Linked DNA regions of Sus scrofa: region 2 is linked to region 1. Evidence: chromatin contacts called from public HiChIP or PLAC-seq data. All regions are on one chromosome and are shown on one strand. The core of a region is the stretch at or near the end of the contact, and the rest is flanking DNA. Distances in the headings are between cores, read along the strand shown.

The links. HiChIP or PLAC-seq counts read pairs in DNA pulled down with a chosen protein or histone mark.
Region 2: a contact with region 1 is called in an H3K27ac HiChIP or PLAC-seq map of alveolar macrophages. The contact joins two enhancer-like sites. A contact is called at or near these places in 3 of 47 Hi-C or Micro-C datasets (embryonic fibroblasts, mesenteric adipose tissue and subcutaneous adipose tissue) and 2 of 2 datasets of contacts at active chromatin or transcription factors (alveolar macrophages and skeletal muscle).

Annotation. Positions count from the first base shown.
Region 1 is chr1:147,674,042-147,678,447 of Sscrofa11.1, reverse strand. It overlaps MBP (myelin basic protein), which reads right to left. Exons shown (of 7, transcript NM_001001546.2): 5 at 3,966-3,998; 6 at 1-2. Among named protein-coding and RNA genes, the nearest start is that of MBP, 27 kb to the right of the region's middle. Within about 2 kb of position 2,342, at least 17 of the 83 cell types and tissues checked have an H3K27ac peak or open chromatin away from gene starts, as enhancers often do. A contact at or near this core is called in alveolar macrophages, mesenteric adipose tissue and skeletal muscle, where this site is marked.
Region 2 is chr1:148,059,970-148,064,812 of Sscrofa11.1, reverse strand. All of the region lies in intron 2 of ZNF516 (zinc finger protein 516), which reads right to left. Among named protein-coding and RNA genes, the nearest start is that of ZNF516, 75 kb to the right of the region's middle. Within about 2 kb of position 2,247, at least 29 of the 83 cell types and tissues checked have an H3K27ac peak or open chromatin away from gene starts, as enhancers often do. A contact at or near this core is called in alveolar macrophages, mesenteric adipose tissue and skeletal muscle, where this site is marked.

The sequences.
Region 1 (4,406 bases), core at 1,093-3,592:
CCCTGCAAGAAAAGAGGGCACCTCTCAGTCAGTGCCCAAGTGATGCCCCATGCCCATCATGCTGGCCCAACCTGGGCAGCTGCCTCTGGAAGATCAAACCTCCCCTGCAGCAGCCACTTCCCCTCTCCATGCTGTGTGGGTTTCAACAGCAGATTAGCCAACATCTCTCAAAACAAGGTCAAGAACTTTGGCCCAAAACATGCCCAGAGGAAGGGGAGCCCTAGACATGCTGGGAGAGTGTGTGCAAAGCCTGGTCCCCAAGGGAAGCCAAGTGCCCCGCCCTGGGTCTCCTTTGGCCCTTCGAACCGTTGGCTCTCACCTGCTGCCTGGAGACACCAGCAGCCTTTGCACTTGGTGAAATGTGAGGCTCATACCTTCCAACATGCAAAGACCAACCTCCCAGTTCCTTGGCCTGGAGCCTCTCCTGAGGACAGACAGGACCAGCTCCCCTGGCCTTGGTGTGGGAGTCCTGAATGTGGATGGTAGCCTGGGGCCAGGGTTCTTCCTGGAGCCTGGGCTGGGAGCCAGTCGTGATAGAGGGAAGGGGGCAGGTCCCAGCTGAGAAGCCATGTCTCCCAGGCTGCGCACCAAAGCGTAGCCCCAGAGCCAGCAACTTGGCAGGTCTCCACCACTCCCAGGCTGTGTGACCTCAGACAAGTGTCAGAACCTCTCTGAGTTTCAGCCTCCTCTTGCATAAAATGGGGATAATGGATGCTCTGCTCTGAGGATGGAGCTTGTAGCTCTGAACTTCCGAGCTTGCCAGGATTAAGGAAGATGGCCTCCCAGACAGACCGGCAGCCCCCACCCCTGCCTCCAGCTACGCCAGAAGCCCCCGCTCACTTCAGGGAAGATGAAGAGAGCTGCCTTTACGGCACATGGCAATGGCAGTGATCACCGAAATGTAAAAACCTATGTGTCTCTAGGACCAGCTTGCGTTCTAATATCCTTTAGCTTCAGAGGGGAGCTTGTACTGTGAACAAGAGAGAGGAACAGGGGAAAGTCCAGGTGTTCAGTCATGACGGATGTCAGCATTGGGGGTAAAACGTGTCCAGCTGTGGGTGCCATGTCCGTCAGGGGCCAAACAGGCAGCTCAAGGCATCAGCACAGGACCTCATGGATCTCTATGCTCCGAGACTCATTTTACATTTTGCCAGCAAGAGGTGGGAGGCTCTTTACATGTGCCGCTCCTGAGAATTTTAGAAACAAAGTAAAACCATCTCCTGATCCAAACCCCAGACCCCTTTGCCTCAGCCCACAGTCCTTTTAAGTTTCCCGAGTGTGTTTTAGGGTTCAAGAAACCATCGAACCCATCGCTCTAGTTTAGAGGTGTTGGAAATGGGTTCTAGAAGGTTCAGGATTCAGAGTTCCCACCGTGGCTCAAGTGGGTTACGAACCTGAGTAGCAACCATGAGGATGCAAGTTCAATCCCTGGGCTCACTCAGTGAGTTAAGGATCCAGCATTGCCGTGAGCTGTGGTGTAGGTCGTAGATGTGGCTCAGATCCTGCGTAGGCCAGCAGTTACAGCTCTGATTCAACCTCTAGCCTGGGAACTTCCTTATGCTGTGGGTGTGGCCCTAAAAAGAAAGCGAAGAAGTTTCAAAATTCTTCTGGTTCACTAGTTCACCTATCTCAGGTTTGGACTGAGGCTGGACCAGGGCCATCTGTCAAGACACTGCCCCTCCATCACCCCAACCCCCAGACACTGGCCACTCAGAGGCAGCTACTGTCATGTGAAGGTTTTGTTTCAGGGGTTATCACGTGCATAAGGGACAGAGCAGGGAAGATGCAGGACTGCATATGAGATGAACCCAGAGCTGCCCTTGAACCCTAGGGGCTCCCACGGACATGGTCCCTCCGTGGTGGTACATGGAGGGACAGGTGACAGGTAAAGAGGGCTGTGCCAAAGGACAGACGTGAGATGGTGGAAATCCATGCTTTCCCGAGCAAGTGCTAAGCCATTCTCTAACTCCGTTGTTTTTCTCCAAAAGTAAAGAGCTTCTGAGAATTAAATTCAAAGATTGGCTTTCAGATTAGTAATCTGTTTAACTGTTCTCCTTTCAAATTCTCGGTCACTTCTATCTTTGAGCAACCTAGAATTTACCAGAAAACATACACCATAGTTTAGAAAACTGGTGGCAGTTTCAGAAACTCCAAACGGGCAGACGGTCCTGCAGTTCTAGGAAACAGACACTAACTAGCTCTCGGGACACAGAGAAGGATTTTGCTTTGGGAAAAAGAGAAATTTCAGACGGATTAGTGGGACCCCAAGTGGAGAAACGAAGGAGAAGCAGGCAAAGGCCGGGCTGTTAGCTGCTGAGGCTGAGGTGGCCTTTAAGGACAGGAGGAAAAGCGTCTCTCAACCCTCCCCTCGCTGCCCAGTCTGTGATGACTGTGCCCTGGGTCCATGCCTAGAAGGCTTGGTCAGGCGATTATGAAAATAAGATTTCTGGGTCAAAAATGGATTTCATTCTTCAATATCATCTTTGTTACCTGCTGGCAAAGAAAGTCAGTAATTAATTGGCTGTGAGTGCTGGACTGTGTCAATGTCCCACAGGTTTGTCACCTTTTAGCAAACCCATTAGATCAGAAAAAGGCTCAGGAATATTTGGACAAAATGTTCCAGCAAATATCTCAGTACGTAATCCAGTGTAATGATGTGTTGGAGCAGTTCATGGAATCTTTCTTCTGCCTTTTCTCTGGGGGCAGCTCTCTTCCTCTCCCTTCCTCTCTCCTCCCTCTCCCTCCCCCTTCCCTTTCCCCTACCCTGTCCTCCCCCTTCTCCCCCCGCCCACCGCCTCCTTCCCTTCCTTCCTTCTTTCTTTTTCTTTTTTTCTAAATTCATTCATTCTATGAATCTTTTTTATATTAAAATTTTTTTAAAATATATTTTTAATGATTTTTTTTTTTCTTTTTAGGGCCGCACCTGTGGCATATAGAGGTTCCCAGGCTAGGGGTTGAGTCGGAGCTGTAACTGCTGGCCTACACCACAGCCACAGCAACGGGGGATCCAAGCCATGTCTGTGACCCACACCATCGCTCACAGCAATGCTGGATCCTTAACCCACTGAGCGAGCCCAGGGATTGAACCCACAACCTGATGGATACTAGTTGGGTTCATTAACCACTAAGCCAAGATGGGTACTCCTATTTTTAATGATTATTAATTGACCATCAAGTACACATAGGCTCTGTTCCAGAGAGTAAGGACCTTGTGATTCCAAGGATACTGGAGGGTGCATCTCTATAAAGATGCTGTGTCTCTATGACAGACACAGTTCCTGGCCTACACGTTAGTGGTTCTATTTTTATTCTGGAAATTTTATAAAGTAAGAACCATATCTGATACTTACTAGTAACTATGGGCAATAGAATTGGTTAAAGTACAGGTAGGCAGTTTAAGGTGGCTCAGACACCAAATTTTACTGGAAATTCAACAAATCGGCTGTTTAAAGTCTTCATGGACACGTTGTTCTCAGAAATTCCTAGAAAAGTTTTCCTAGCTGGCTTGGTAGCTAAGCTTTCAGTTTTACTAAATCGACACAGAACTCTTTCAGGTAACGTGGGTTATTGTAAACCAAATAACTTCATTTAGTGTCTTTTGCCCTTGTCTGTGGCCTCATTTTTCCTCAAGGAAATGTCAGCCTCTGAGGGGAGGGCTGGCTGTTGGGGACCACATGACTAGCTTTTCTCATCTGTTGCTTTGACAGGAAACCAGGCATTTCCTCAAACGTGGAGTCACCCCATCTCCTGGGAGGAGCTTTTGGTGTTGCCTGGGGCGGGGGCGGGGGGTGGGGGCTGGGAAGCAGAGAGGGGACAGTGCAGGAGGGAGCACCAGCCGCGGGCCAGCTGGTGAGATGGGGAAGAAAGTGGGCCCATGAGCAACTGAAACAGAGCAGAACAGAAAAGTCGAGTGCCTGTGAGGAGGGAAGCAGAGGCAGCGGGATGGACATGCGTTTGTCACCTACCCAGCTAAATCTGCTGAGGGACAGTCCTCGCCCCTGTGTGAGGAAAAGAAAGAAAGAGTGACATGGAGGCCAGTGCAGGGAAACATCTTCTTTCAATAAAACAGGAGACACAATCAAAACAACACAGTGCTGAGATGCAAAGAGCTTTTGTCACGTGTACCATGTCCCTGTGGGTGGCCGTGGCCACCTGGAGCTGCCCAGAGATTGCTGATCAGGTTTGAGGGGAAAGAGCAGGAATGATGCATGCTGTCTCTGCACCTGCCGGTGGGAAGGGATGCCATGCACATGTCAGCCTGTTCTTGTGAGATCCACGTGGAAAACACTGGGGGAGGAAGTCATTTCGTCATTTGGGATGAGTCCAGCCCTTTTTGGTACATTTAGGGGTTTCTGGGAAGGTCTATAAATAAAGTGACACTGACTCGAAGCATTCAGAGGTCTTAC
Region 2 (4,843 bases), core at 998-3,497, 390 kb before region 1:
AAAAATCTTGGGAAAGCCCCAATTACGAACGTTTATTTTTTCAGTCCTTTAGTCATATTTCTATTTTGAGGAGTTACAGTGTCATATTTCTGTGACTGTTTTCCAAGAGCTCGGTTGGCTAACTGGGAGCTGTGAAGCTATGAATTAAAAATGTTGAAAGCTCAAGTAAAGGGTTTTCCGTCAAACTCTATCAAATGGGCTGGAAAAGAAAGGCCCTCAGCCCGGTCCCTCCACCTCCACTGGCCCGTCCCCAGCCTGGAGAGAGATCCGGAGCAAAGGGGAAGGGGCCGGCCACCTCTTCCATTCAGGCGGGAGCTTCAGGCCATGCTCAGCTCTGAAGGGCGATACAACATCCATACTCCTTGCACGGCTGCAAGTGGGCAGCTGCTCCGTGGGGATGTGCACGTGCACGTTGTGGGAGGAGGCGGCGGCCATCCCGGGGTGGGGACAGCTCTCTGAGGACCCATTTTGAGGACACAAAAGCCACATCTCAGTACCCAGTCTTCTACTTACTAAAGACGTCATCTTGGTCGCAAGTAATTTATTTGCTCTTCAGATAAAGCCCAGGAGTGGCTTCGATGCTGCTCGGAATTCAGTAGGGAGCAGAGTACACGTATCCGGGGGGGGGGGGGGGGGCGCACTGCTGATCATCAACCTGCGGACAAGTGAACTCGAACTTGAGGGTGAAAGCAGCAGCCCAGCCACGTACCGTCACCAGAAGGTCCCTCTGAATCCCTGCTCTGCCGTCCTGAGGCGTCTACGAGCTGCTCTCCCTCGGCACCCACATTGATCCCCTGAGGGACAGGGACCCACGCTCTCCCCAGAACACCAAGTTAGGCCCAGACTAAAAGCCCGGCGTGATGTGAGACGGGAAGTGATGGGAAAAATCACCCCTGCTCTGAGCATTTAGGTTCTGTTCTCTAAACCCATTTTTTAAGAACAGCAGCCACTGACACTGTTCCTTCTCTGACCTAAAAAACACCTTTTCCAGGCTGCTATGTCCCCGTCACCCTCCATTTATAACTTCCACTTCTCTCCAAATGCTGACAGCTTACAGGTGTGCTCAGGACTGAAAAGAACTACTGATCCTGGACGCAGAGCTAGCGCCAGGATAAAGCACATTCACAGACGGAGTGTGTCCGTGGCCGGTATTTCTCCGCAAAGCTGCTGAGTCACCCCAGGGCCGCCCTAGGCACTGCCGCTGAGCCCGCACCCTCTCCTGTCTATCCAGATCCTTCCCTCCTCACAGGCACAGAGGTGGCATGCATGCACGCCAGGCACGTGTGTGAGATGCATGTCCGCCTTGCACACACGGTCCCAAGTACACGCGCAGGCTCACACACTCAGTTTCCCACAGAAGCATCGAAGTGTGTTTGGGCTGGAGGGTCGCCCAGGGGCAGCCACTGCCCAGCCAGATAATTACACACGTGACCCCGAGTCTGAGAATGCGCTCCTTTTCCCACAGCCAGATGATTACAAAGTCCAGAACTCAAACCCCAATGAATACACCATTCTTTAAAAGGAGAAAATGTGTGTGTGTGTTGAGGCTATTTTTAAAAGCTGAGCGCATCAATTCATCCCCTTAAAAACCTCAAGTGGCCAAGCGCAGGCACCACCATGAACTAAACACGTGGGGATCACAGGGTCCCTTCTAATTTCTTCTACTCAATGACGTCTCTCCATGTCTTGATTTCTAGAAAACACACGCTAAAGCTAACACACCTAACTGTAAAAGAAAAATAGGAAAAAGTTCTTATTTTTAGAGTCTGGACAAAAATTATAGTCACACGCCATCGTGGCTGTGTCTTCAGAACCACAGCTGCAGGCGGAGCCCTGCGGTTCCCTGCACCATAGTCATGGCCACCACTCGGCTAAAGGCCATGTGCTCTTCTGCAAGTTCCCGGGACGCAGCCAGGACCCCAGGCCTGGGGCCGACATGGTGACATCTGCGCTCTGCCAGGTGGGGGACAGGTCACCAGGACAGAGACCTCAGCCTCCACTCACCTCTCCCCCCCACCCCACCGCCAGCAGCTTTGGCAAGGCATCCTGAACTTATCTGAAACAGCTCGGCTGATGGGTTCTAACAGTGGCTCGATCACAGTTAACAAGCCACAGGGAAGCATCTCCCCGTTAGACAACCACAGTCATAAATCCCTCTGTATTTTTAGGAAACGTCCCCATGTCTGTCTATGACTCACTCACACAGCACACAGTGAACACATGTGGTTTTAACCGCAGAGCTTCACTGCTGGATTTGAGCAGGGCAAAGGCCTGTCACGCTCCCCAATCTCTGGTGCCATCAAAAGCTCCCTGGGGCTCGGATCCCACCTGAAACCCACTGGGTGACGGCAGGCCTGGTCCTTGCCCACTAGACCGCACAGCACAGTGCTGTCACTCCAGTGCCCCTCCCAGCCCCACATGGAAGGTCCACAGAGGGCTGCTGACGTCTGCCTGGGGCTCCATCTCCAGCCCCAGGACAGCATCACTGAGCAGGACAGGCCTCTGCTTCAGGACGGCCACCCCCGGCTGCCAGCTCTTCAGGTCACAATAACCCTGAGCAAGTGTCCCTGTGTGTGGACACCTGACTCCTTCACTGCCAGGTAACTCTCACCTGCTTCTGCACCCGAAGCCTCAGTTCATCTAATTCTTAAAGCAAGCATAAAAGCCTGTGAAAGCAGTTCTCAGGCCTGGCTATGCCTTCCTTTCCAAGCCAGCCCCTCAGTCTTGCTAACGCATCTACATGGATGGGAGTTTCTAGGCTTTTGCTGCCAACTTTTTTGTAGACCCAGAAGATGGACAAATTCCCAGGTGTCTGCAACACTCCTTCACCACCAGCAGCGAGCCCCCTCGAACCTGGACAACCCCTTCTCAGAGTCAGAGACATGGAGCCCTAAGCCTGAGGTGAGACGGCAGCCCAGTGGCCCCCTCAGCTCCAACCTCATCCCGCCTGGGTGGCTCAGATACCAAAGCCTGGGGGCCCCATCAGTAAGACCCACCTGTCGGAACCCAGTTCCAAGCGAGGGGGCCCAGGTGTGAACCCAGAGCCTCACTCCCCCTCAATAAAATAGGCTGACACCTCCTTCCTGAGGGGCTGAGACCAAAATCAATAGGACACAAGCCCCAACAGCCAGCCCCTCATAGGGGCTGACCCCAGCGGAGCCCTCTGTCCACTGTGTCAACCCAGGCAGTGCGGCCACCACCCCCGCCCAGACTCTCTTAGCCTTTTTATGATAAAACAAATCACAGATTCAGAAAATACACAAAACGAGTGCACAGTTTAATAGGTTACTCTAAGGCGAAGCTCTCGTGACCACAACCAGGTCAAGAAACAGATGTTGAACCCCCATAAGCCCCTCCCAGTGGCTACAGAGCCCCCCCCCACCTACCACCCATGGGTTGTGTAGCCACCACTGCTGTGTTACCGATGCCATTCTGCAGGTCAACCCTGGGAACCGGCCTGGCCACGTATGTTTTTACTGATGTGTCCTTCCTGTCCTGGTGCCCGCAGGCCTCTCATTCTGCCCTCCTCCTAACACTGTTTTGACCTGTGAGTTCCCACCCGCCACCCCTCAATCTCGCCCTCCTGGTATGATCAGCACGTTCTTTCATTCTCGGCATCTGTGCCACTGGCCAGGCTGCCATCTCTGAAACGGTCCAGGCTGCCTCTCCCGAGAATGCACTGGGTGACCAGGAGGAAGGGTCGCACCAAAACCGAGATGAGGCTGAGGCTGCATATTCTGGGAGGTGAGGGGATCTGGACCCCCAGGAACAAAGGTGGAAGAAAGAGGGGATATGCTTCGGTTTCCGATGACCTATAACAGCGGCCTTGCTACTGTTACCAGGACACAACCCTAACAACACACCACGCCGCCCGAGTGGGCCAGGGGCTCCCAGCAGAGCTGCAGGAGGGTGTGAGCAGAGCTGCTTCCCGGGACCCTTCCTCTTGTTTCACCCATCGCCCCCCTCCCTGGTCTCCCAGGATGAGGACGACCCGGCTCCCAGTGAGGTTCACAGGGTTAGAAAGAACATACAAAGCAGAACACACCTGAAGATGGAGGTGCAGACAGCTGTTGTCACAAGTAGGAAGCTGGCACCAGGATGCACCAGCGTCACCCCCAAAACCAAGAGGGGCCAAGAGAGCCGATGGGGACAAGTGTGAGAGCAGGCGTCAAAGCTGACAAGTGTGCACGTTTCCAAGCTGGTCATCTTCTGCTCTCTCACCAACTCAAACAAAATGCCCTCTACAGAGCTGTCCTTGGGAACCCCAGGAAGGTGCCACTGCGGGGGACAAATCTCCCGTGAACAATTTAGTGTCCACATTTAATAATCTGCCTTCCTCACACCTGGAAGTAAGGTCACCATAAATACTGGGCCTCAAGAGCTTTGATAATAGCTCTGCTAAAGGAGGCCCAACCACCCATTCATAGGCCAAAGCCAAGTACACAGACAGTTAGAGACCTTCAGAAAACAGAGAGCTGAGAAATATTAAAATAAAATTAGAATCCCAATTTGGAATTTAAGATCAACAGGTACACACCACTATATACAAATAGATAATCAACAAGACAATCACTCCATCCTACTGTATAAACAGGGAACCATACACACTACCTTGTAATAGCTGATAAGGGAAAAGAATCTGAAGAAGAATAGATGGATGGATAGACGGATGGATGGATGGCTGGATCACTGCAGTATACCTGAAACACTGCACATCATCTATATTTCAATTAAAAAAATAAAAATAAAAGTCAGGAGTTCTTGATGGCCCAGGAACTTTTGAATACAGCAGGTTTGGCCAAAAAGAACTTAAAAATTTAGGAGTTCCCGTCATGGCTCAGTG